2 separate regions of the Sus scrofa genome follow, and region 1 is linked to region 2. The links are chromatin contacts, called in public Hi-C maps. All regions are on one chromosome and are shown on one strand. Each heading gives the region's core, a stretch centred on a gene start, on an enhancer-like site or on the middle of the called end of the contact. The rest is flanking DNA. Distances are from core to core; before and after follow the strand shown. Region 1 has its middle 19 kb from the start of QKI. Region 2 has its middle 640 kb from the start of QKI.

Region 1 (6,631 bases), core at 1,544-4,043, 660 kb before region 2:
TGGGGCCACACTCAACTCCATCAAGGGACACAGCTTCTGCCAAGCAGAACAGCTTCCATGGCAGACAAGAGTCACCAGAGAAAAAGCTGTCCAGGAATGGAGACGTTGTACAGAGAGACCTTTGAGGGAGAAGGCAGATGGTTTAAACCCGTGTGATACCCAAGAATCTATATTTGTGTTGGCCTTCTATTGTTGCCTCTTCAGGTGGAACTCTTAAAACATAGTCGACTCTGCACACTTTATAAATAACGTACTTGTAATGTACATTTTTCTAATTGAAAAAATTTCAGCCATTGCCCCAAGTAAATCATAGGCATGATTTAACAGGAGATGAATCAGATTTTAAAACTGGAAAAAAACCCTCTGAAATAGTACTGGTTCTTAACAAAAGAGAATTAGAGCATGGTTTTAATCCTTGGTCCTGTGGTTCCACAAGATTACAAACGGGAATGGTTTAGGTTATAGGCACCAGAATAAACTTCGTCTACCTTTTATTGCTCCAGCAATTTAAACTTTGAAGGCGCCCTTAAATCTGTTCTGGAATGTTCCTCATGTCAGCCGCCGAAGGCCGAGTGGGTCTGACAGAGAGCTTCATCCTTTCGGCCTAGGGTCACCCTCGCCGGAGAGGAGAGAAGCCGACTGTCCGTGCTTCTGGTGAGCATTTCTTGCCTTGACAGCCAAGGACACGCTCCCACCCCAGGGCCCTGATCCAAGCTGAGCCCACTAGAGGCTTCTCCTGGGACTTTACAACGGGCGTCAGTCTTGGGGTGAGGAGGTGGGCGATTCTATTTTTTTTTTTTTTTTTTGTCTTGCAGCAAAATCGAGAGATGTAGGGCATCGCTGTTGCTGGGGATCGTGTGTCCGGCCACGTGGAGGAAGTTGGCCTGAGAAAAGCCAAACCATATTCGGTGCGAAGAGAAAAGAGAAAGTCTTGTTCGCCTTCAAACTTCTGGATCCAGTGGTTTTAGAGGCTCTGCTGCTTCTTTTCCATGGTTGCTTGAGACTTGTCAATAAACACTTTTCTTTTTTTTTTTTCGTTTAAACTATTTCCAGTTGAGTTTATGCTCCTTAAAGAGCCAAACTAATGTGTCTGCCTGCAGCATATTACACTGCAATATCACGTCTACTGCCATGAGTTTGTTATAACCCTCCCATGTAAGAAGGAATAAGACTCAGTCATGTTAGATAAATTATCCCAAATCTCACATTGTGTCATTGGTATAATTATGTCACGCTCCAGGACATGCTATTAGGACCCTGATTTCTTTTTATTTCTATGACAAGCCCTTGAAAGGGTAGACCTGGACAAGCATTGTTAGTCCTAATTTTATTTTATTTTTATTATTTTATTTTGTCAGGGTTTTTTTTTTTTTTTTTTTTTTTTTGTCTCTTTAGGGCCACACCCACAGCATGTGGAAGTTCCCAGGCTAGGGGTTGAATCGGAGCTGGAGCTGCAACTGCCGGCCTACACCACAGCCAAAGCAATGTGGGATCCAAGCCACATCTGTGACCTACACCACAGCTCATGCACAGCAATGCCAGATCCTTAACCCAATGAGCGAGGCCAGGGATCAAACCAGCAATCCTCATGGATACCAGTCAAGCTCTTAACCCACTGAGCCACAACAGGAACTCCATTAAGCCTAATTGTAGATGAGAAAACTGAGATTCAGAGACAGTGGGTAACTTCCTTCCTATCAAACAGTCAGCCAGTGCTGGGACCGGCCTTGGACCCATGACTTCCCACATAACATCCAGTGCTCCCTGCAACCACACCTCATTGTATAGCCGCGAGCACATGCTCTCTCGCACGCACGCACGCACGCACACGCGTGCACACAAACATGCACACATATGCACTCGCACGCACACACATACGCGTGCACACGCACACGCACACACACTCATAGACATGCATGAGCACCAAGGTCAACGTCAGTCAAAATGACTGTTCTTAGGAATATCTTTAAGTGTTTTAAGTTACTGCTGCCCATAATTATTTATTTTCTGCCAAAACACTGGTTTAGGAACCACCTAACTCTTCTGCAGATCTAACTGTGATAAAATATTTCCCATTATCTTGAGACTTAATAACACATAAATAGCTTGTACTTTGTCTCTCTTGGTTTTGATACCTAATGAAATGTGAAAAAGCAAGATGACACATAAAAGAAAAGCAAAAGATAACTAATTCAGAGATTAACTTTGGAAAAGCTCCAAAATTAGATCGTGTAATTAGTTCACACTTTAGAAGCCTTTGGTGGAATTAGATTTATGCAAACAAATTCCATTCACATAGTTTAGGAAGACTGAATGATTTTGTAGGTGAATTATGCTTAAAGTGAAGGATTACGTAAGTCTTATTCCCAACTTTTCTCTCTGTAAGAACTAGTTGCTTTTTGCTTGTTTGTTTGCTTGTTTGCTTTTTTCTTTCTACGCCCAAACCTGTGGCATATGGGAGTTCCCAGGCTAAGGGTCAAGTCAAAGCTGCAGCCGCCAGCCTACACTACAGCCACAGCAATACAGGATCCAAGCTTCGCAGCCTGTGGCAACGCCCAATCCTTAACTTACTGAGCTAAACGGCAGCAACTCTTAAAAAAAAAAAAAAAAAAAAAAAAATAGACCTAAACATTCCTTGAAGGCAAGAGGCCAAGGTTGGTAGGTTCCAAACTTGATCTGCTCTGGTTTTCACATCTCTTATGCAACACTGTACAGAGGTTAAAGGAGTAAATGGCTAGACAGTGCCCCTGGGTTTTTTTTAATTGTATTTTTTGTTGTTGCAGGAAATCCATCATACCAAAAGTCACTGATGGGATTGCAGTCATTACAGTGCTCAAGGAAGGAAATACTGAAGCTCAGGGCTCTGTCAGCCACTGGGAAAGACAAACTCTGCAGGGCTTTCCCACTTGAAGCGTTTATTACTCAGTATTAGCTGCGTTTAACCATATGCTTAAATACCAACTACAGTACTTAAGACATAACTTAAGACATTTCTCAGTGGACATTCTTCCCTATATTATGAAAATCAGATCTAAGATTCACCTCAGTAGATAACAATGAACCAATATAAACAAACCATCCAGTCGAGTTCAGTCAACTCATGAGATGTTAAAAAGAACAACAAAAAATTTTTTTTTACCAAATGGACTGGTTGTTTGTCTATATGGACAAAACGAAATGATTATTTCATTGTGCAAATATTTCTTGGACAGTTTCCCCCCTGTTTACGAACCAGCTATTTTCAGACTAGTCAGTACGTGTATACGCTGTCAGAGACTAGAGGAAGACAGGTCAGGGAAGTTTTGAATGTGGCATTTAGCCAAAAAGTTTTAAATTCGGTTTGGATTTGGGCTCAGCTGTGAAACACGTGCCTGGGTGTAGGGAATAAGAGTTTCAGTCTGGAAAAATATCGGGATGTGTAACAGCTGCCACTCCCAGCGCTTCCATGAAAACAGCCTGGGCTGGTCTGCCAGTTCCCATCGTGTTTGAGAACCGTGTGTAAACATTCCAAAACAGGCAGTGTTTTTAAACCTTGTAATGAGTTGGGTGCAGTTTTCAAGGATCAAATATTTGAGAAACAAAAATCATACCATGAGATTAAAAAAAAAAACCCTTGTGAAAAATGAGATGGAATGCAAAACTGTCGTTTTTGATATTTCAGCTCTGAGTTAAGACTTCATAGAGATATTTTCATTTACTCCTTGCTGGCTTAATACAAATTCAGATCAGTTCTGGTTTGAGAAAAGATGATGTCCGGCGTTACTTTTCTATTTGCATGAAACTCCATGGCAATGAAGTTGAACTAGAGAAAAACAGAGGTGGGGTGAAAGAGGAGATCTCCAAACTTTTGAGAGTGAAAATGCTGAGATGTCTATATTTTCTGTGTATTTAGTTGCATTTTTAAAAAAGCAAATGGATGTTATAAACTGTCATATATATTTATATATAGGAGTTAATTAAAATTTTCAAATTTTGTGTGCATTTCCCCAGACAATGACCGTTTCTCTGACATTTTGCATGGTTTGCTCTGATGTCAGGAGAGGCACTATCTCAAGAGTATTTGCACGCACCTTTTTCATCCGTCTTTGGATCTGAACATTTCTGTGATCCTGGGGTAGCTCCCATGAAGTTCCAGGAAGGGATCCTCGATCAGTCGAAAACAAAGGAGCTCCCTGACTATGGACAAACAATTTTTCTTAACAGATTTTATGGCTGATTTCTTATTACATAATGAACTTTATCATAGAAAATATAGCTTGGCAAAAATAATGAAGAATAACAAAATTAAAATTCTTTCTTCTGTATCTGCCACATTGGAAATAATTTTGCTATATCTTTAACTATTTATACAACATAAATTCCCAAAAGTGAAATTATAGCTTAAAGGCACATATAATTCTAAATCTCTTGATTACCTATAATCAAATGGACTTGCAGAAATTCATAAATTTTTAGGATTATTATTAGTGCTCATGAACATGTCTGTTTCCTCACTGTTTTTTTCTTTTTTTTTGCTTTTTAGGGACGCACTCACAGCCAATGGAGATTCCCAAGCTAGGGGTTGAATTGGAGTTGTAGCTGCTGGCCTACACCACAGCCGCAGCAATGCAGGAGACTTAACCCACTGAGCAAGGCCAGGAATTGAACTTGCATCCTCATGGATACCAGTCAGATTCATTTCCGCTGAGCCACAACAGGAACTCCCATACACGCTATTTAAAGACTGTAACTAATAAAAACATTAAGAAGTAAAGAAAACTTGTGAATAGTGTTAGTCAAAGGAAATCTTTCTTGGAGACCCACCCCTTACTGCGAGCAAAACCTGGCCTTCTAGGGTGATGACATAAATGGCAGCGCTCGTGTTTCCTGTCTTGTGTCCAGTCTCAGCCTAGACCAGGTGATGAGTGTGGGCTGGCTCAACAGGAGGCCTCATTCAGGTGCTATGATGCCTCTTGCAGATGCTCTAGCAGCTTGAAGAATGAGCATCAATTCAGCTTGAGCAATATACTATCAGAGAGGTAATAGTTCTATATCTATTGATGCACAAATCAATAATGAAGTACACATGTGTTTAATTTTTTGATAAGAGCCATGCAATATTCATGTTAAAGTATTGTGAATATTCACACTGCTTTCCTCAGTTTTATACAAAATCCTCTTCTGAAATACTTTCTAAGCAATGCATTTCCCCCCTCCAGGTGGAATTTGGAATAATTTTGTGAACCTTTCATTAAATTTTTCTTTAAAACCTAGGTGCAGTTTCTTTAAACTTAGATATAGCCAAGCACCTATTCATTCAGACAAGCAAGTAATAAATGACTATGAAATAATGCTGAGCTAATACAATTCCCTGTCAGGGTATCAGATGAAAGATGGTTAAAAATTTCTGCGTGAACGTTTTGTCTTCGTTTTTATTGATGAAACTGATTTACAGACACTCTGGTTGTACACTAAGAATATGTAATGCTTAGCTCATAACAATAGTTACATAAATTGGCTATAGCCAAATACTTTCTGGACTTGGGATCACCAAGAATCAAGTAACCAGATCTGGAGGGGGGATAGGAACCAGGGGACTCTCTTCTGCATTTGACTCTAATGTGAAACAAACAAGTAAATCGTAACAATTAACAGCCAACATTCTGCTTGTCACACAAATGTGTAGGGAAGCCTCCTCTCTGTGCAAGGGGACTTTGGAGATTGACTTTCCACCCTCCCTGCCTTCGGTGGCAGGCACCAGTGTGGGCTGGGAGGGGGCCTGAGGCAGGTTTTCTGAACCTTTTTACCCCCTGTGGAGATAGGTGACAAGAACCAGGCCAAGAATTTCTTGTATTCATCAAGAATTTTCAAAAACGACAAACACAACCTTAATCTGTTTGTATATTACAACCTACCAATGAAAACAAATACCAGGCGAGGGATAACATTTTTTCAAAAAAGAAAAAAAAAAATGCGCTTTTAAACCTAATACCCTGATACACAAATATTAAAGATGATGACAGAGCCACCCAGCCCATCTTAAGCAGGGCTCTGACCCACCACTCTGGCCTTCTGTGTTGACAGGAGAATAGAACAGAAGATGATTAAAGGTTGGAAAGATGACGGTTTCTGGCAGTGTGATATTAATACCATTAATATGCCTGCATCTCCGTTCCACTGTGCTCATATTTTATTCTATCTATTAAACTATCATAAAGATTACCTATAATTAAAGATGATTTAGCGTCTAAGCCATAACCGGATATCATTTCATGCAAACACATTTAGGGTGAATTCACTTTAAAGTAGACTAATAAAAACATTATCTACAAGGCACGAGATTAAAAACCAAAAAGACACTGTATGTAGGCAGTACAATAAAAACCCTGGTAACCTCTTCATGGATTCATACCCAAGTAGACAGCACTACATAAAAGAAAGGGCTGGCCAGTTTTTTGTTTCCTAATAAATCCTTTATTTCCAGTATTTCCAAAACTCTGTCCTTAATTTTCTTCATCACCGGGAAGAGCCAGGCAAGCCCGTTCTCACTTTTCCATCACGGTTTAGTTCACATTTGTACCGACTTGACCCAACAGTTACATTTGCAGCTCCAGAAAGCAACGATGAAACTTTGTACTGGCTTTTGTGTTGA
Region 2 (6,236 bases), core at 2,959-5,458:
GAGACCAGTCCTCAGATAAATCCAAGGGCCCTAAAGATAAATCCAGGGAAGGGCCACAGGACAGTGGCCTCAGACATAAAATCAGGGAAACCGGCTATGAATTGCTTTTGGAAGCTCGCCCGTCTCCAGCATTTCATAAACATTAACAACATCGGCAAAGGAATCAGTTTTCAATAGAAACTTCGACAATGAATGCAGTGCTGTCTTGACATGACATTGAACCTTCATCCGTCGGAAAGCAGCCTCTTGGGCATCCACGTGGTGGGTTGTGAAGGTTCAGCTCAGGCGCCCGTCGGCTCTCCTGAGTTACCCGACCCAGGGCCAGTGAGGGCTGAGTCTTTTTCCTTCGCTGTCCTGACCTTCTCTTATTTGTCCCCCCCGCTTTATCTCTGAACACCGAGATGACATATTCCATGGCACACATTCACCGACTTGCATTTTTCGGGGGTTGATCGTAAGGAGAAGTCAGACTTGGAGGAAACGGTTATTAAATTTACCTGCGGGAGGGATGCCTCTTGTCTATTTGATATGAGGTGAATGGAGCTGTTCCCTAAGTGGACTCATGCTCGCCCCACCCTTCTTTAAAAGAAAGAAAGTCACGGGGAGGAGTGAGGAAATTTCCAGCAGCTTTTCACTTTTCCCAGCTCCCACCCGGACACTGGCATGAACTCAAGTGTATTTAAAATAAAGCTGGTTTGCGGAGAGGGCTGTTGGCTTCCAGAGTTGGGTGAGCAATCCCCAACAGATGACTGGGTCCTATGACCTAATAAAAGAAGTATCTCAAGGAAGACTTCAAAGTTGACCTCTTTCCCCACAAGAGACGAATCAAGATGAACTTGGCCTTTGTGCCCTCCCCTCTTCCCAGCTCCCGCGTCCTCTTCCATCCTGTCTTCCTGCAGGCTGCATGGGGACACTCTCTCTTCTGTTTCTCCTTTGGGGAAGTAGTGGTCATTGTGGTTGACACCAGACTCATGGATGGCTGGGGGTGGGTGCCCGATAATTGCAGCACTTCTTAGGCACTTTTGTCTCCCAAATATGGCACCGTGGCAGCTGAAATACCTTATGAAAATAGCATTAAAATGTGTAATGTACCATAAATAAACAGAGAGACAGCCAGGAAGCTGTGCTAATCACTGCTTTGATGTAGCATGAATTACTGTATTTTTAAGGGCCTCATGTTTCTGACTGCTTGTTTTGACTCAGCTGCCACTGCTCCAGAGAAGGCTTGGACCCAGTGTTCCACCTCTTCTCCCTCCGTGGTGACAGCTGTTGTCCTTTGACTCACAGGAAAATGATTTCCCCACCCTTCCCCTGCCTCGCGGCCCTTTCCTGGCAGGACTCCCTGTGAAGCTCCAACTCCCCTCCCCTTGTCGAGGCCGGCAGAGGGCGAGGACGGCCTCTGGGCAGGGCTCCAGGCTCTCCCAAGGCCCTGTGTCATCTGCCAGCCTGTCCAGCGCTCCACGGCAACATCCTATTTTTATCTTGGGCACCCTGGCGCTCTCCCAGTTGGTTGGGCACGTCGGGCAATGGAGGTCGGGCCGGACCTGTGTCACCAGCTGCCGTAGGGCGGAATCCCCTTGCTGAGTGGAGCTCCCAGGAGGAAAGCATCCTATGCTGCAATCTTGGGGATCCATCAGGACATTCCTGCTTTGCCTGCGGGGCATCCGCCACTTACTGGAGAGGCTGAATCCTGACTTGCTACCGAGAGTGGGAGTACTTAAGTTTGTAAGCCTTCAGTGCCTTTCCGGGTCTTAGGATTGATCATGTGGATGTCACAGGGCACAGGTAAAGGCCAGAGGCTGTCTCCACGTTGTAACTGCCCAGGTAACCCCTTTCAGACCGGACTTCTGGGCAGCCCTCCCGCTAGTTCCGTTAATGATCCGGGCTCAGTCCCCCCCAGCTCTGCTCCTGGGTCCGGGAGCGCCCTCTTGTGGTTGGAAGAGCTCTAAGCCGACTTTTTTTCTTTTCCTATTTTTTTCCTAACATTGACGTTTTCTCAAATTTTGTGTTTTCGTCTAACCCCTAGAGTGAAAAGTATTAGCCGTTAGTTTGAAGATGAGCATGGGAGAGGGAGAGAAGGTGGAAATGTTTTATCACCATCTTTATCATCCTTGTACCGAAGCCCCTATCAGTCCACGTTCACTCTCTCAAACCAGAACATTTGAAATATCTCTTTAATGGTCTTTTTGCCTTCGGGATTCTATCCTCTCATCCTTATTATTTTTTTCTTTTTATCTGTCTCAAAATTAAACGAAATGTTCTTTAAAGCTTTTTGCTTTGTTTCCTTGTTGCCTTCTGGAGACCGTTCCAAGGCTGACTCTTTTGTGAAGTTCCCATTCCTGCCTCTCTTAGGTGCCTTCTTACTCCGCTTTGCTAAACCCTTTGGTGTAAGGCCCTCCACACCACTCCCGCCAACGACCATGGAGGCCCTGAGTTTTCCCTCCTCTGTGCCTCCTGTTTGGCTTCCGTGGGCGGCATCAGGGTCCCCTCGCAGGTCCAGGTCGTCCTCTCCCCGCCCACCTCTGCCCATCTTCACCAGAAGCTCTTGCTGCCTCTGCCCTGGCAGGTGCTTCCTCTTCTCACATCCACTGCGCTTGCAGTTCATGCTAATCTGCGCCTTGTGTCTTTCTGCAAACAATGATCATCTCCCAAAGGTGATTACGATCTCGTGGGTAGAGACTGACTATGTACCTTCTTCTTTCTTGGTGGATGCATCGGCGACAAGGAGTGTCTCTGAACCAGTGAACCTCACACCAGCATGGCCCCAGTTTACTGAATCCTCATAATCAGCTTCCAAGGTCAGGGTTAGTGCAATTGTTCCTATCATAGCCCAGGAGCCAGGGAGGTGCAGAGAACTCATGACCTTTGACTTCGTCCCAGGTGAGGAGGGGGTGGGGCTGGGCTGTGATCCCAGACACAAGAGTTCATTGTCTAAGCACAACCAGTCAGTCCTGGCTTCTTGACAGAGACCCTCTGATGTAAGATCCGTCTTGATGGTCATTATGTGCAGACGTACAATAAAAGGCTAAAGTCTCTGTTTTCAAACATGAATATAGTGAAATTTTTGGAAAAGTAAATTTCATTACTGAATACTTTTTTTTGGCCACACCCATGGCATATGGAAGTTCCCAGGTGAGGGGTAGGATAGGAGCTGTAGCTGCTGGCCTATACCACAGCCACAGCAACACCAGATCCAAGCTGCGTCTGTAAGCTACTCCACAGCACACCACAATGCCGGGTCCTTAACCCACTGAGTGAGGCCAGAGATGGAACCTGCATCCTCATGGATACTCGTCGGGCATGTACCGCTGAACCACAGCGGGAACTCCAAATACTGCATATTCTTGAACATAGGAGAGGGTATATGGCAAATGCAAATGAAGACCTATTTCACTGATGTTCTCTTTCTGTAGAAAAGCGATAATTACAAAGCAGTTCAGACGCTGCAGCCTCCAAATAACAGAGAACTGGAACAAACCAGCTTAAGCGGGAAACTAGTCCTCTGCACTTGGCAGGTTTCAAGTTTGCTCAGTGTCTCCAACAGCAGGCAGCTCCTGGCCCTGCCTTTCCTCCACTGGCCTCTCTTCCACTGATGCTTTTACCCCTGGGCTGGTGGGGAGCTAGGATTTAATGGTTCTGAGGCCCGTTTTAGGGCAGACAGTGTGCAGAGGCGGAGAGTACCTTGCAGGAGCCCTTCTGAACATCTAGGAGGGACGTTCTCAGGAGGCCCGGTAGAACTTCCCTTTGTCCCAACATTCCACCTAGGAAGGCTGCCGCGGCCAGGCCAGCCTGGTCCAGGGCTGGAGCAGGGCTGAGGTCACTTCCTGGAGGCCCACAAAGGCAGGAGGAAGGACCCCTCTGGACACCACTGGGATTCCACGACGCCGGGAGCGGGGGTGGCTGGAAGCAGTGCTTGGATGAGACCCCTGGTGGGGCAGGCTAGCCCTCGGTGTTTACGTCTTATTCTGGATCTTCACCTGTGGTGAGGGGTTGACTCTCAGGGGTCATGCGCACAAGTCATTAGTCAGGATCGCACATCAGTGGGGAAATGAGTCTGAAGCCGTGGCACAAAGCCCAGCTAGCATTGACTTCTTTCCATGTTTTTCGGACTCCCGGCTGTATTTTTAGTGCTCTGCCTGAGTCATTAATTCACTCTGTGCTTACTGAGACTCAACCTCTGTCTGGCCCTGTGCCAGGGGCTGGAGGCACGGGACTGAGCCAGGCTGGCAAAGTTACTGCTCTGCTGGAGCTCACGTCTTGGAGAAGGGAAAGGTCAGTAAACAGATTAACAAAGGGATCACTTTGAATAATGGAAGTGCCAACAGAGAAAACTGAATGGGATGATGCAACCTGGAGCACAGGAGGAACTGGCAACAGAGTTTTCAGGACCTGCTGTCAAAAAAGAACAATGTAGGCCCTTGTTCAAAAGCTCTCATGGATTTCAAGACGGCCGCATCGAACCCTAAGCTGAGCACAGGCCCCTTCCGAGCCTGGGGCTCCCGTACCCGCGCTGGTCCCACACACAGGACGCTGGCCCTGGGCAGGGAACTGCTTTGGGTGGCGTAATCAGGGAAGGCTTCACTGAGGAGGTGACGTTTGGATTGGATTATGGTGAAAGCTGAGATAGAACATTCTGGCAATGGTCCTGATGGCATCAGCAGACTGGCATTTCAAAGAAGAAGAGGCAGGCAGGGGAAAGTTGTACAAAGTGAGGCCAAAGGGCAGGAGGAAGATGTAGGTCTAAAACCTACATTTATGTGACCCTGAATCTTGGAAGGTCATTAGTGGAGAGGTGGCCCCAACAGCTGGCTGTTGAATATTCTAAGATTCAAGGTCACATATGTGTGGATTTTAGTCTCTGTCCCAGGACTTCCAGAAAAGACATGTCCTGATCGCTTACTGGCTGTTTGACCATAATTTGCTCCAAAACGTTCCCTCTGTTTTTCGGGTCGGAAGAAAGACCAGTTAAGAAGTTATTTCAGTTACCCAGGACAAAGATGGTGCAGATGAAAACAAATACAGCCAGCAATCTTTGTACAGACTGCCAAATAAATTTATGTACGTGGGACCACAGTCATGGCGTTTCTTCAGGTATAGATTATATCTGAGGATGTGCCTGGACATTGCATCCTTGCTCTATTTATTACACTGAGATTGCATACTCACATGTATGGGAATTACACTGTGACACAGCCAAGTGTGTTAAAAATCTGAAAATACCCTAAAGTAGTTCTACATCAGGAGAGTTCAACTCCATGAAAGTGTCCCCCTTACCACCACCCTGATGTGATCCGTTGAGGACGTCGAAACAACTCCAGTTCCTGCCTCCCCCGTCTTCACGCACTGTGGTCCAAAGCAGAGAACAACTTGTGACCCTCTCACAGGTTCAGGACGTGCCTCACCCCTGCGAGGCTGCTCTGCCGCACCCTCTGCCCAGCAAGACCTCTGCTGCTTGTTGGCACCCTCTTGGCTGTGGCTTCCACCCGCAACCAGAGCTATGGTGTGTTCTTCTCCCAGAGGGACGTGAGGTCCAGGGTGCCAGCGACTGTCTGTGTGTGTCTGGGTGTCTGCTGTTCCCTGGCCCTCCACGCATTTTTGTTGGAGGAAAGAATGAGCAGCAGTGAGTAACAGGAAGGAGTCTGGGTTCTGACCTCTCTGTCCAAGGTTCAGATCCCGCCTCAGCAGCTCACTAGCTGTTTGATCATAATCTCAGGCTGGACATTTGTAGGGGGAGATGACAGTGGTTCTGCATTTAGTTTGTGAGGGCTGCCACAGCAAAGTCCTGCAGATGGAGGCAGGGTGAGGGGGTGGCTTAAACGAGGGGAATTTACTTTCACAGCCTTGGCAGCGGGGGATCATGGTGCCTGCAGGTTGGTTCCTTCTGAAGCCTCTCTCCTTGGCTTGCCTATGCCAGCCCTCTCCCTGTGTCCTCACCTGGTCTTTCCTCTGTGCACATGTTACCTGTGGCCATTCAGGTAATATTCTCAACACCTCTACACACAAGGAGTGGACTTAAAAACACATCTGATTGTGGAATTCTCTTGCGTGGCACAGCTGGTTAAGGATGCTGTGTTATTGTGGCAGCTTGGGTTGCTGCTGTGGTGCAGGTTCCATCCCTGGCCTGGGAACTTCAGCATGCCATGGGTGTGGCCAAAAAATAAAAAAAAGGCATCTGATTGTGTGAGCTAAGAATTAAGTTTCATCCTGGGTTCCTGTTGTGGCTCAGTGGTTAACGA

Evidence for each region. A called contact is a pair of places that touch in the nucleus more often than the background predicts.
Region 1: a Hi-C map of liver shows a contact between it and region 2, with 6 times the contacts expected there. The contact joins two enhancer-like sites. A contact is called at or near these places in 5 of 47 Hi-C or Micro-C datasets (embryonic fibroblasts, liver, skeletal muscle and 1 more) and 1 of 2 datasets of contacts at active chromatin or transcription factors (skeletal muscle).

Annotation. Positions count from the first base shown.
Region 1 is chr1:4,899,138-4,905,768 of Sscrofa11.1, reverse strand. No RefSeq gene overlaps it. Among named protein-coding and RNA genes, the nearest start is that of QKI, 19 kb to the right of the region's middle. Within about 2 kb of position 2,793, at least 11 of the 83 cell types and tissues checked have an H3K27ac peak or open chromatin away from gene starts, as enhancers often do. A contact at or near this core is called in liver, where this site is marked.
Region 2 is chr1:4,242,628-4,248,863 of Sscrofa11.1, reverse strand. No RefSeq gene overlaps it. Among named protein-coding and RNA genes, the nearest start is that of QKI, 640 kb to the left of the region's middle. Within about 2 kb of position 4,208, at least 24 of the 83 cell types and tissues checked have an H3K27ac peak or open chromatin away from gene starts, as enhancers often do. A contact at or near this core is called in liver, where this site is marked.